Regions from separate parts of the Capra hircus genome. Here region 1 is linked to region 2. The links are chromatin contacts, called in public Hi-C maps. All regions are on one chromosome and are shown on one strand. The core of a region is the stretch at or near the end of the contact, and the rest is flanking DNA. Distances in the headings are between cores, read along the strand shown.

Region 1 (5,516 bases), core at 19-2,518, 140 kb after region 2:
CCCACTACCAGTGAAGGGGACAGATAATGTTGCTAAGGAGGGTCATGTGTTGTTCCAATGGCCAACTGTGGGTTGACCTACAGCTGCACCATGTTGGGTTGCTCTGTCTCACATCCACAGCTGGTCTTACATGCTGATTGTGCCCCATGGCATGAGCACTATGGCCACTAAAGGAACTTTGAGAGTGTGGGCATGGGGCAGTACAAGCCTAGGAGCACCCTTAGAGACCACCCAGAAGGCCTATCTTTACTGATAGTGGGGCTGGTGTGTACCACTTTCACACCTAAATATCTTGAGCTTGGACAGAAATCCACAGGTAGTGGAAAACTGAGTACACCAGAGTAGATAATCAGACTGTTATGATCGTCCTCAGGCTCTGCCTTGAATCTCTGCCCAAATTTGACCTCCTAACCTGAGGGATGAAGTATACTTAGTCGCTCAGTCATTTCTCTTTTCAACCCCATGGACACTAGTTTGCCAGGATCCTCTGTCCAAGAGATTTCCCAGGCAAGAATACTGGAGTGAGTAGCCATTCCCTCTGCCGGTGGATCTTTCTGATCCAGGGATTGGAAGGCGGATTCTTTACTGTCTGAGCTACCAGGGAAGCCTGGAGGGGAAAGAAGAATTATTTCCAAGAACCCTAGTCTTCTGTCTTGACTCCCAAAGCACCTTCTCCTCATCTGAGAACCTCTGCTGCTCCTCCCACGTCCCCATAAAGCCTTTCTTTTCCATATTGGGCAAGTCTATGAGCTGAGCAGCTTCCTGGGTGAGAGAGAAGTTATCTATTGGAGCAGCTCGTACTGCATAAGCTGTCTGTTTCTGTTGCACATATAGAAGGCAGCTTGGAGGTTTTCTTTGTGTTTTTTGTCTTGTATTGCTTATTTATTTTCACTTTGTTTTAAATAAAAGTTTTAGGCTTCTCATTATAACGGGCTTTAATAATTTTAAGAACAGATGACTGGGAAATATCTTGCACAAGGCTAAGACCCCCCCAAGGAGCAAATGTGGAGGCGACCCCTGCTGGCTGGTTTCGCTCCTGCAGCCCTCTGCCCATCTGAACACGTTAGCTTTTGGGAAGGCCTGTGCAGTTTCACAGGGGAGAATCACCTAGCACCAGAAGATACTCTTGCTTTCCGAAACAATGGTCAGTGCCCCTGTAGACTGACTCATTCCATCACTCTCTGCCCTTCTCTTTCATCGGCTCTTGCACAAATATTCAGGGTCTTAATTTGTTCGTCCGTGGAACATTTCCGGGGCCCTGAGGCAAAGCCCGCACTTCGCCAGCAGTGGGAGCCTTCAGGCGAAAGAACACGCTTCCTACCCGGGAGTCCAGCATTAGCAGAGATGGTCTCTTTCAGAAGTAAAAGCCCAGCTATCCAGGCTGAGAACACTCAGTCTACAAGGGTTCCTCAGACCCGAGAGGTAGGTTTACATCTACCTAGGATTTTTCAGGAAACTGGAGTATTTATTTTATCATGAGATAACTTAACCCGGTGCTTCCTCTAGGCTGAGGCAGAACCAGGCTGCCCCCTGCAGGTGGGAGGGAGAGGTACGCATCCTGAGCGCGGCTGCCCAGGCGGCCTTTGCTCAACCCACGTGACCTTCTTCTCAGCGGTTCCCGCACGCCCTGGGCGTTGCTCCACGTGATGCTCAACACGCGATCCCCAGACTAGCGGCAGGGGTGCACCTGGGAACTTGTTAGAAGTGTAAATTCTCAGGCCCCACCCCAGTCCTACTGAAAGGCAACTCTGAGGGTGGGGCCAGCAGCCCGCTTCAGCAAACCCTCCAGGGGATCCTGATGCACCTCAAATTTGAGAACCACTGGTCTGGAAAGAGCAGTGTAGCCACCTCTGGAGGCCCTACTAGACAGCCCAGCTACATGAGACGTGGCCCATCCTGGCTCATGTCAGCCTCAGAACCACAGGATCTCAGAAGTGCCTGTTGCAGAGCCCTTCCATTTACAAATGAGAACAGTGAGATACAAGGGTGTGAAATGAGAACAGTGAGGTACAAGGATGTGAGGGAATTCTCCCACAAACCTCACAAATTACAGGAGAGGAAAAGGAATGCCAGGAAAAGTAACCCTACCAGGGTTCCTCAGACCTACCTGGGTTTGGGGGCTCTGCCCATTCCTCTCTGCAGGTCTGGCTTTCCCATGCCTGTGCCAGGGCGACTCAGAGCTCTAGGCCTTGAGACAGAGCCCCTGGCCTTGCCTTCCTCTCTTCAGAGCGATGTCCCTTCAGTCTTCTCCTTTTTAATCACACTAAGTCCTGCCTGCCACTCAGAGATGAACAGAAAGGGCCCAGTTGTGAAAGGATCACAGCAGGATTTGGTTTTGTTTTTCATCAGTCTCCAGCATCTTTAAAAACGATTTGTCAATCAACGAGAGATAGGAAGTCACTAGAAAGACAGGAAACATTGGAGGATGGAAACACATCCTGTTCAGCCGCAGCTGTCTTTGCGGATGAGCGCCTGGGTCTTTCTGGCAGGCTGGGATGAAGCGGGTGCACTGCCTCCCTCTCCTCCCAGTGTTCAGATGCACGCTGATTTTCTAGAAGGGCTGGGGAGCCGAGGGGGGGGGAGATGAGGGTGGGGGAGAGAAGAGAATAGCACCTAATAAAAAGCTATGTGTAAAAAGAATTTTCAAATGTCATCTAATACATTTGTTAACAAAATCAGAGGGGTTCGGTCCCCAAGAGGAGATTATACCATGAACATGCAGCTTTCTCTCAAAGACTGGAGAAGCAATCGGCCCCTTTTCTAAGCTCTGCACATAGCCACAGAGGATCCCCTGACACTCCCCACTCGCATGGCCTTGGGGACAGGTCCAGCGCTCCTTTGTTTTAGAACATCACCATAATACATTTTCCACCCAGTACCCACTGGGCAGGGTGGGCAGTGGAGGAGACTTTAAACAAAGGAAAAGCTGTCCTTCTCCCCAGATTTGGAGGAGTCATTTTTGCAAGAGGCTTTAACTGAATGCTGCAGCTGAAACTACTGAGGAAGCACTGAGGGAAATCATCCAATAACAGGAGGACAATCCTTTTTCACATTTCAGTGAGGGCTCTACTCCCTTCAGCCCTCTTGGGAGGTGAGCTTTGTACAAGGCTGTTCCATTCAGAGGGACTTCAGCAGGTATTTGTAGCCTGGCTGGACTTTGGGACAGCAATTAAAAGAGGCGGAGGAGAGGATCTTGCAGTAAGAAAGGGAGCTCAGGGTATAAAAGGCATGTTCATTACCAACACACTTGCCTTACACACACACTCGTACTCGCACTCAAAGCTAATTCTGCTTTGGTTTCTGAATATTGTGTCTCTGCATTCCAAGAAAGTGTTAAGCTAATACTTATATTTCTTACCCTCAAGAGCACTTTGCTAAGTGGAAAGTTGGTGTTTTCAGAAGATAAGCTGTTTTCCTGGCCTAAATGAAAGTTTTAATCTCATTGAGGATTTTCTATTCTTCTGGAAGTGGGCTGTGTTTAGCGGAGGGATGGGGCAGGAGCTGAAGCAAGAGGAAGATTCACACACTAGGGTCCTGGCATGAAAGATCTAAGAATGTCTAAATGCTGTGGAACAAGTGACCATGACTTTTTAGCAAGACATGGAACAAGAGAGGAAAAGACAAACAGTAGTTGGGGTGAGGAAGAAGGAAAATGTGTCCACAAAGATCATATTGTAGGACATATCTGGAGATACCAGAAGGAAAATACAGGCAGCTCTTCCAACAGGAGCATGTGTTCAGAACACATGATCAGAACAACCAACCCCCCAAAAGAGGTGGAAGCAATAGACACTGTCATGTTGGAGGGGCGGTGGTGATCAGGCCAAGAGTGACATGTGGCTCCAGGGAAACAAGTTTGCCCACAGTCAAAAATGTTTAGGTTCCATAGATTGGTAGCCTTACACGTACTAGAATTCTGAAGTGTTAAAATCCTAGAAGGAGCTTTGCTGCTTATCTAATCTGACCCCTTCCCTTTTTATAAGAAAAGAAGCTGAGACTCAGAAATGTGAAACAGCTTGGCCCAAATCGCGTTAAACTTGTCAGGACTCTTTCACTCACAGTGACAGAAACCCAGCTCAAACCAATTCAATACACAAAAGGGAATGTGTTAGCTGGTGTAACTATGGGGACCAACTGGTCCCCATCGCAAGACTGAGACAGAAATTTGGATGTGAACAATTCTAGAATTTATAGCAGAGATAGTATGAGAAATAGACTCCTGTCACAGTCTTCTGTGAAGAGACAGGCAGGCAGGCAGGTGTGGGGCTCACTGGAATTTATAAAACTTTTCTTAAAAACTCCTTGTGGTCGATTTCCCAGAACAAAATAAATCAAACATCTACTTTGTGAGAGGCAGGAAATTGCTTGCAACTCTAAATGGCACTTTCCTCCAAGGACTTCTCAGTAAGGGTCTAAAACAGAAGTTGTAAACTCATGAGCCATGCACTAAATCTGATCTCCAGCTGTGCGTTGTCTGACCCACATATTAGGATGTTTTTTAAAATTCATTTACTTAACAAATAAATGTTGAGCTCTCTAAGCACCAGGTACTATTCTAGGCACTTGGCACACAAAAGTGGACAAAACAAGACCAAAAAAAAAAAATCCTTGCTCTCATATACTTTGATTATAATGGTAGGAAATGAGCGTATCAATCACTAGGTTTTCAAATTATTTATTTGTGTGTGTTAGTTGCTCAATTGTGTCCAACTCTTTGTGACCCCATGGATTGGGGCCCACAAGGCTCCTCCATCCATCGGATTCTCCAGGCAAGAATACTGGAGTGGGATGCCATTCCCTTCTCCAATTATTTATTTAGAAGATAATAAATAATATGGAGAAGGAAAAAAAACAGGAAAAGAAGAGAAAATATAAGGCAGGAGGAAGAGGGTATTGTGGCTTAAAGAGGGTGGTTGGGAAAAGCTGAGAAGGTGACATTTGAGCAAAAACATGAAGAGAAGAAGAAAAAAGCCTTACGGATGCCTAGAGGAAGTACATTCCAGGAAGAAGTACAAAAACTTTGAGGCAGAAACTTACCTATGATGTTTAGGAAACAGCAAAAATGTTTTTTGGTTTTTTAATCTATATGAGCTGCCAACATTTTAAAAATTGGAAGATTTCACATCAACATCCAGATTCCCACTTTTTCTTGGGGAAAAAAAAAAAAAAATCCAGTTAGGATCTGGCAATGTTGGCTCCAAATTCTCCCATAAGAGAATGAGCCAGATCTGAACAGCAGCTCTTCCCCTGTAATGGAACAAGCATTTCCAGCTTGGCGCAGTCCCCTCCCCACCCCAGTACCTCTCTTGGCTCTCCACTACTTCATTCATTTGGTCAAGTCCCTGCAGGCGTTTAAGCTCTTGTAGCTACATAGGCCAGGCTATGGTCTTAGGTAAAGCCCAGCAGCTCAGTGGCTTAATACAACAGAAGATTCATTCATTTTCCTTCTCCATATTATTTATTATCTTCTAAATAAATAATGGAGAAGAATGCATCCACACCAGATCGCTGGAATC
Region 2 (6,072 bases), core at 1,252-3,751:
TAATGGATATGCTGCCATAGACCTTCCTGCTTCTGTTTTTTCTGCTTCCTCTGAAGAAAGTGTGTCCAGTGGCCCCTGGCCACTGGGTCTTTATTGGAAAAGCTGTTTTCCAAGATCATTTAGCTCTAAAAAAGTGATGAACCCACAGGGACCTTGAGACCTTGTGTGCGTGTGTGTGTTAAGATCCATTTTGTAAGAGAAGGTCTCTTTTTTGGGGCGGGGTGAGAGGAGTAAGGAAAGGGTAAAGTGAATAAAAATCTCTCACCTAAATCCTAATACCTGCAGTTCTTTCCTTCATATGCCACCTCCTACTCTGCAGGGCTTTGTAAAGCACCTGTTTATTATCTTATAGGTTTAAAAATTGCCCTCATCCTGCAAATGAGAAAACTGAGGCTCAGAAAGGTTAAGTGATTTGCCCAAAGTCACTCAGCTTAGGGGGTGCCAGACTGAGGATTTCAGTCCATGTCTCTGAATCCTGTGCTCCTTCCAATACCCCAAACCACTTCTCACGGGCTGCCAGCAGCCCGCACATTTACCCCATTAGTAGAGGTCGGCGTCTTCACTTTGACTTTTCACTTTCATGCATTGGAGAAGGAAATGGCAACCCACTCCAGTGTTCTTGCCTGGAGAATCCCAGGGACGGGGGAGCCTGGTGGGCTGCCGTCTACGGGGTCGCACAGAGTCGGACACGACTGAAGCGACTTAGCGGCAGCAGAAGCATGTTATCCATTTAAACTTCATTTCTGAATCTGTGTATTTCAGCAACAGTTTTGTTTCAGAGGACTCCAGAGAGTAGCCTTACTTAACCTTCCTCTGGAGGGATGTCTCTTTGGTGGGGAGCAGAGAAAAGGGTGGAGGGGGGAGCGGAAGGGAGCAGCCAGCAGCGAATTTTCCCAGTTTTCCACTGGAGGAAGCCAAGGCCTGGGGAATCAGACAAATCCACGATTCTCCTGGCATTCTGAACGTTTGCCAGGTCCCTGCTCTTTGCTCTCACTATTCCTCTGGGCTGGTTCCAAGTGTGGAGGAATGTCTGCTGAAGTGTTTGTGTTGAGGTTGTGTGTGTTGGGGAGGGGTGGAGTGCGGGGAGACTGATGCTGGCAGGAAGGAGGGTGTTTACCAAAAGTCCAGCCAAGCCTTGGGGTCACGGGGGCTGGTCCAAAGTAGGAAGTGTCCTCTGAGCTGGAGGGGCATTTATGTCCTCCAGAACCCCCTGTATTCTGCAGCTTCCTCTGCTCTAGCTGGCTACCCCCTCATGGTGCAGATAGAATGCGTGTGTGTGTGTGTGTGTGTGTGTGTGTGAAGTCGCTTCAATTGTGTCAGATAGAATACTTTGGTGAAATATTTTTAAGCTAAATACCTGGGTTCAAATCCCACCTCCACTTGTTAGCTGACAGATCTGGGTAAGTCACTTAACTTCCCCATGGACCAGTTTTCTCATATATTGAATGAGAATATTAACATCCACTCTCTGGGCTGTTTTGAGGTTTCAACGAATGATGTAAAGCAAAGAGCAAAAGGTGGCTTTGATTAGTACAGGGTTTGAGGCAGCCAGGAAGTGGGAGGATAATAAAAGGAGACTGCTTGTCCCACAAAGACATTAGCAAGAGGGCAGGAGTGGGTTCAGTGATGAGACAGCTTACGAGGACTTTTGCAAATAGGCCATATGCTGGCTCTGGGGGAACACTGAGAAACTAGTTTGAAAAGCACAAAAGTCATAAAATAGCACTAGTATTATTGGTTTTTTCCCCCTTAGTGTGAGCAAAAATATTCAAGCTGACAAAGCCAAGCCAATCTTCTGGGAACAAGACTCTAAATTTACTTGTGAATCACCTCAGCTTCCTTCCAAGAGAAAGACACCCCCGTCCCTTCACCCAACACCCCCATCTATGACGCATTAGGATCATAACGTCTCAGTTTCTCCCACCAAAATCACAGTCCCTCGTCGTGGGCTTGAGGACAGCCCTGAGGTCTGGTACTGTTTTCTTGTTTCAGTCCCTCTGGCGGTTGGAGTCAGTTTCCAAAACACCCTATCAAGGGAGCGGGATGCGCGCCAAGCCCTACAGTGGACACTAGGTGGCGCCGGACCCCACATTATTCAGGCAACTTGACACCGCTTCCCTTTCTGGAAAATTGTGGCTGCAGTGACATCCTCTTCTCCGAGAAGGGGGCTATTTCAGTTTACGCCACAAGCATAAAGGGCCACTAGAAGATTCCCCCCGGCTTTGCTGCTAACTGGGGCAATTGTCCGGGTGTGGCTACGCAAGGCCGTTCCCGGACCTGAAGCTGGAGACCCGGCAGTCAGTTGCTGAGCTATATATAACTTGTTAGGAACAAGTAGCTTTTTTCAATTTCTGCTCTGCCCAAAGAGGCAGGAAGGAAAAGAACTTTCTCCCTTAGGAAGAGGTGGGGGGCGGGGAAAGTGGCAGATGCCCAGGCTCCTCCCTGAACTGCCTGGCATCTGCCTTGCCGGCAAGGAAGGGAGCCGAGGACTTCCAACCCTGACCCCATGCCATTTCATTCCAGGCCCCACCCCTTCTGGCGGGGATCAGCCATCCTCAGTGCCCCAGAGGAGCTGTGTTGTGCGTTTATTTTCTGTCGAGGGATCTGGGCTGAGGTTGCCATTAAGTACCCGCTTAATTTCATTGCACTGAGAGTACACCCTCACAAGGACTGGTGGCATATTAGGATCCCCAGGGCTGTGATCACAAAGTTCTTATGGACAACAGCAGTAAGTGGCAGTTATAAAGTCATTTCCAGTTTTCTAAGTGTTTATGAGCACTCTACCTACAGAGGCAGGTGAATTTCATTTTCTGATTGCAGATAAAGTGACTGACACGCCAGGGTCTCATGGGAGCTGCTGGCACTGATGTCTCTTTGAAACAGTGATGATCCTTGTTGCTTACTATCATTTTCACTGTTATGTTCCCTTTTGTGTAGGAGGCCAAACAGAGCACTTGCCTAAAGACAGCTTTTGGCTACTGAGTTTCTGTTTGGCTCATACTATCTAGGCAAAGGGTCTTCCCAGCTGGTGATAGTGGTTAAAAAGAACCTCCTGCCTGCCAGCGCAGGAGACATAAGAGAGAAGGGTTCGATCCCTGGGTCAGGAAGATCCCCTGGAGGAGGGCCTGGCAACCCACTTCAATATTCTTGCCTGGAGAATCCCAATGAACAGAGGAACCTGGCAGGCTACAGTCCATAGGGTGGACTGAAGTGACTTAGCACGCACGTATCTAGGCAAACGAGAGCTGAATGTGGAGAGCCAACGAAATAGGGTGAACACTGAGCAGACCCTCGACTTCTTGGCCAGGCAAGAGTTTCCTTCAGTGGGAGATGGGCTCTGCAGAGTAGGAGTGGGATGTGTTGGGAGGGCAGGTATGTTGGCGGTGCTGTTGAGAAGACAACAAGGGAGTGCCTATCAACCAGCCAGTCAGCACATTCACGGGCACCTACCAATAGGAAAAGAAATACTGTGGCTCTGGGAGGTCACAAAGCCTTTAAGTCTGCCTCCAAAGAGCTGGTGGTGCACTGTCAGTGGGGCAAGCATAGCATGTACAGATAAAAAGAAAGTTAATGACTCAGAGGAGTCCTAGAGAAGTCCTAGCTTGGTTGTGTGGCAATTCCCTTTGAAGCAATGAGGAAGAAAGGGGTTGGTGATGCTAGAAGGAGATGGGAGGAAGGGGCCAGGTGGGATTGCTGGTGGCCTGGGCTGGACCTTAGAGCCTGCATAACATGGGGCTTGTGCCCAGGTCATGTCCAGACTGTAGACGTCCTGCTTGGGACAAAGTGGAATCAAAGGTGCAGAATGCCTGGGTAGTATATTGTACCTACAGGATACCTGTGCTGTGGCTTAGGAAGCCAGACGAAGTCACCTGGGGCAGGTGAACTTTCTACTCTTGAACTTTATATTCTCCTGCCCTCCTCCCTACAAGGTTCTGTTCCTTAGGTCCTTGGAGGTGTGGGCACAGTTCCAGGCCCATCACCCCCACTTCTGGTTAGTTCTGGCAACTCCGCTCTGGACTTTCCCCTTCCTCCCCACCCCCACCCACCACCACTGACACCTTTCAGGCCTCATCGCACCTAGTCTGAAGGGCTTTTAAAAATAAAATGATTTCTATAGGAAATAAATGCACATGGAAATGAGCGTGCATGCATAAATCTGACAAAAGCATTTATAGTAAAAGTAAGCCTCCCTTTCGCTCTAGGTCCCCAGCCTCCCAGGTCCTCCCCACAAAGCAGTCCACATCTTTTGCTCCCTACCAGCCCAAGCCTTGTCCAACCACCCTTTTCTGCTTTCTAGAATCTCGTTCTTTAAAGCACAATTGATCCTGTTTGCCCTTGGCCTTGGATGGGTGAAAATGCTAACTCCTTGGCCCAGCCATCAGTCCCTGTAGACTTCTCCAACCTTCTCTGCACCCCACATACCACCCCCAGCCCCTCACAAGCTGTGCTCCTGCCAGGCCCGCGTATTTGCAGTGGCCTAAATCCATGTTCTTCTCTGTCAGAGTGTACATTTAAAAATAATTTTTAATTTACTTTTTTGAATAGATGACACCAATACACACATACATAATAATCTATGCTCCTAACCACTATTTATTAATTTCTTGTATTTCCTTCCAGATCATTTTTATGTGTAGCCTTCTCCCTTTTTTACTCAAATGAGAACATGTAAGTCATACTTTCTATATCTGCATTTTAAACATTTAGTCGTAATATCCTAGAAACTTCTCTGCAGCAATTCATAAAGAGCTTTCTCATTGTTTTCTGTAGCTCTGTGGTATCCAATTGCTTAGATACACTCTAATCTGGCAAACATTTTTGTGAGGACCAGATAGTCAATATCTGAGGTTTTTGGGGCCATCCGGTCTCTGTGAAACCACTCCCCTCTCTGCTGTGGTGCAAATGGAGCCCTGGGTGTAGACAAAGGGGCCTGGCTGTGTTCCATATACTTCTACTTATGGACACTGATGTTAGAATTTTATATGATGTTCACGCATCATGAAACTGAATTCGTCATTTGATTTTTTTCAACCATTAAAGATTTTTTAAATGATTCATAGCTTCAGGTCCTACAATAGCTGGCAGAAGGCCAGTTTAATGACAATTCGCTGACCCCAACCTAGTCAACCAGTTCTCAATTAATGAGCATTTAAATCATTTCTGATTTTTTCCTGCAATTTATAATAATGTGCACATGTCACTTTATATGCATCAAATAGATTTTTCTGTACGGTCAGCTCTACGAAGGAGGGTTGCTGGGTCAGAAGGTGTATGCATTTATTTTGATGTGTGTGTGTGTGTGTATGTTAAGTCACTTTAGTCGTGACTTAAACTCTTCGACCCTTTGGACTGTAGCCCATCAGGCTTCTCTGTCGATGGGATTCCCCAGGCAAGAATACTGGAATGGGTTGCCATGCCCTCCTCCAGGCGATCTTCCCAACCAGGGATCAAACCTGCGTCTCTTGTCTCTCCTGCATTGGCAGGCGTGTTCTTTACCACTAGCGACACCTGGGAAGCCCAGGTTTATTGTGATAAAGATTGTTAAATTGCCCTTTGGGTCTGTCCTAGTGGACATGCTCACCAGCAATGGATGGCAATGTCTGAGTCCTCACAGATAACCGTGTATTTTCAAAACTTGTGTTTTTGCCAATCTAATAGGTTAAAAAACACAAGAGGCCTCTCAGCACGTAGCCATTTGGATTTCTTTTTGTTTCTGTAAGTTGTCTTTTCATTACTTTTACTTGTATTTTTATGAATCTTTTCTAGAGATTTGTTTATATTTTCATAATTTAAGGAGACTAGACCTCTTTCTGCCAAGTTGCATATATTCTTTGCAGGTTTTCATTTGTTTGTTACTTTGCTTATACAAGTTTGCTTGTTTGGCATGCACAAGCTCTAAAATTTTTTTAAGCTTTTATTAGGTGAATTTATCAACTTGTTACTTTATTAGCTTATGGTTTTTGAGTCATAAGTAGGAATTAGAATTCTCCCATGTCTTGTCTTGGTACTTGTGTTGTTTTATTATCAGAATTTAAATGTTGAATCCATTTGGAATTTATTCTGGTATATAGT

What was found. Hi-C and Micro-C count contacts between places; a contact is called where the count stands out from the background.
Region 1: a contact with region 2 is called in a Hi-C map of blood, with 5 times the contacts expected there. The contact joins two enhancer-like sites. A contact is called at or near these places in 3 of 5 Hi-C or Micro-C datasets (all in blood).

Annotation. Positions count from the first base shown.
Region 1 is chr11:62,623,028-62,628,543 of ARS1.2, forward strand. No RefSeq gene overlaps it. Among named protein-coding and RNA genes, the nearest start is that of AFTPH, 29 kb to the right of the region's middle. Within about 2 kb of position 1,269, at least 3 of the 5 cell types and tissues checked have an H3K27ac peak or open chromatin away from gene starts, as enhancers often do.
Region 2 is chr11:62,479,655-62,485,726 of ARS1.2, forward strand. No RefSeq gene overlaps it. Among named protein-coding and RNA genes, the nearest start is that of LGALSL, 110 kb to the right of the region's middle. Within about 2 kb of position 2,502, at least 3 of the 5 cell types and tissues checked have an H3K27ac peak or open chromatin away from gene starts, as enhancers often do.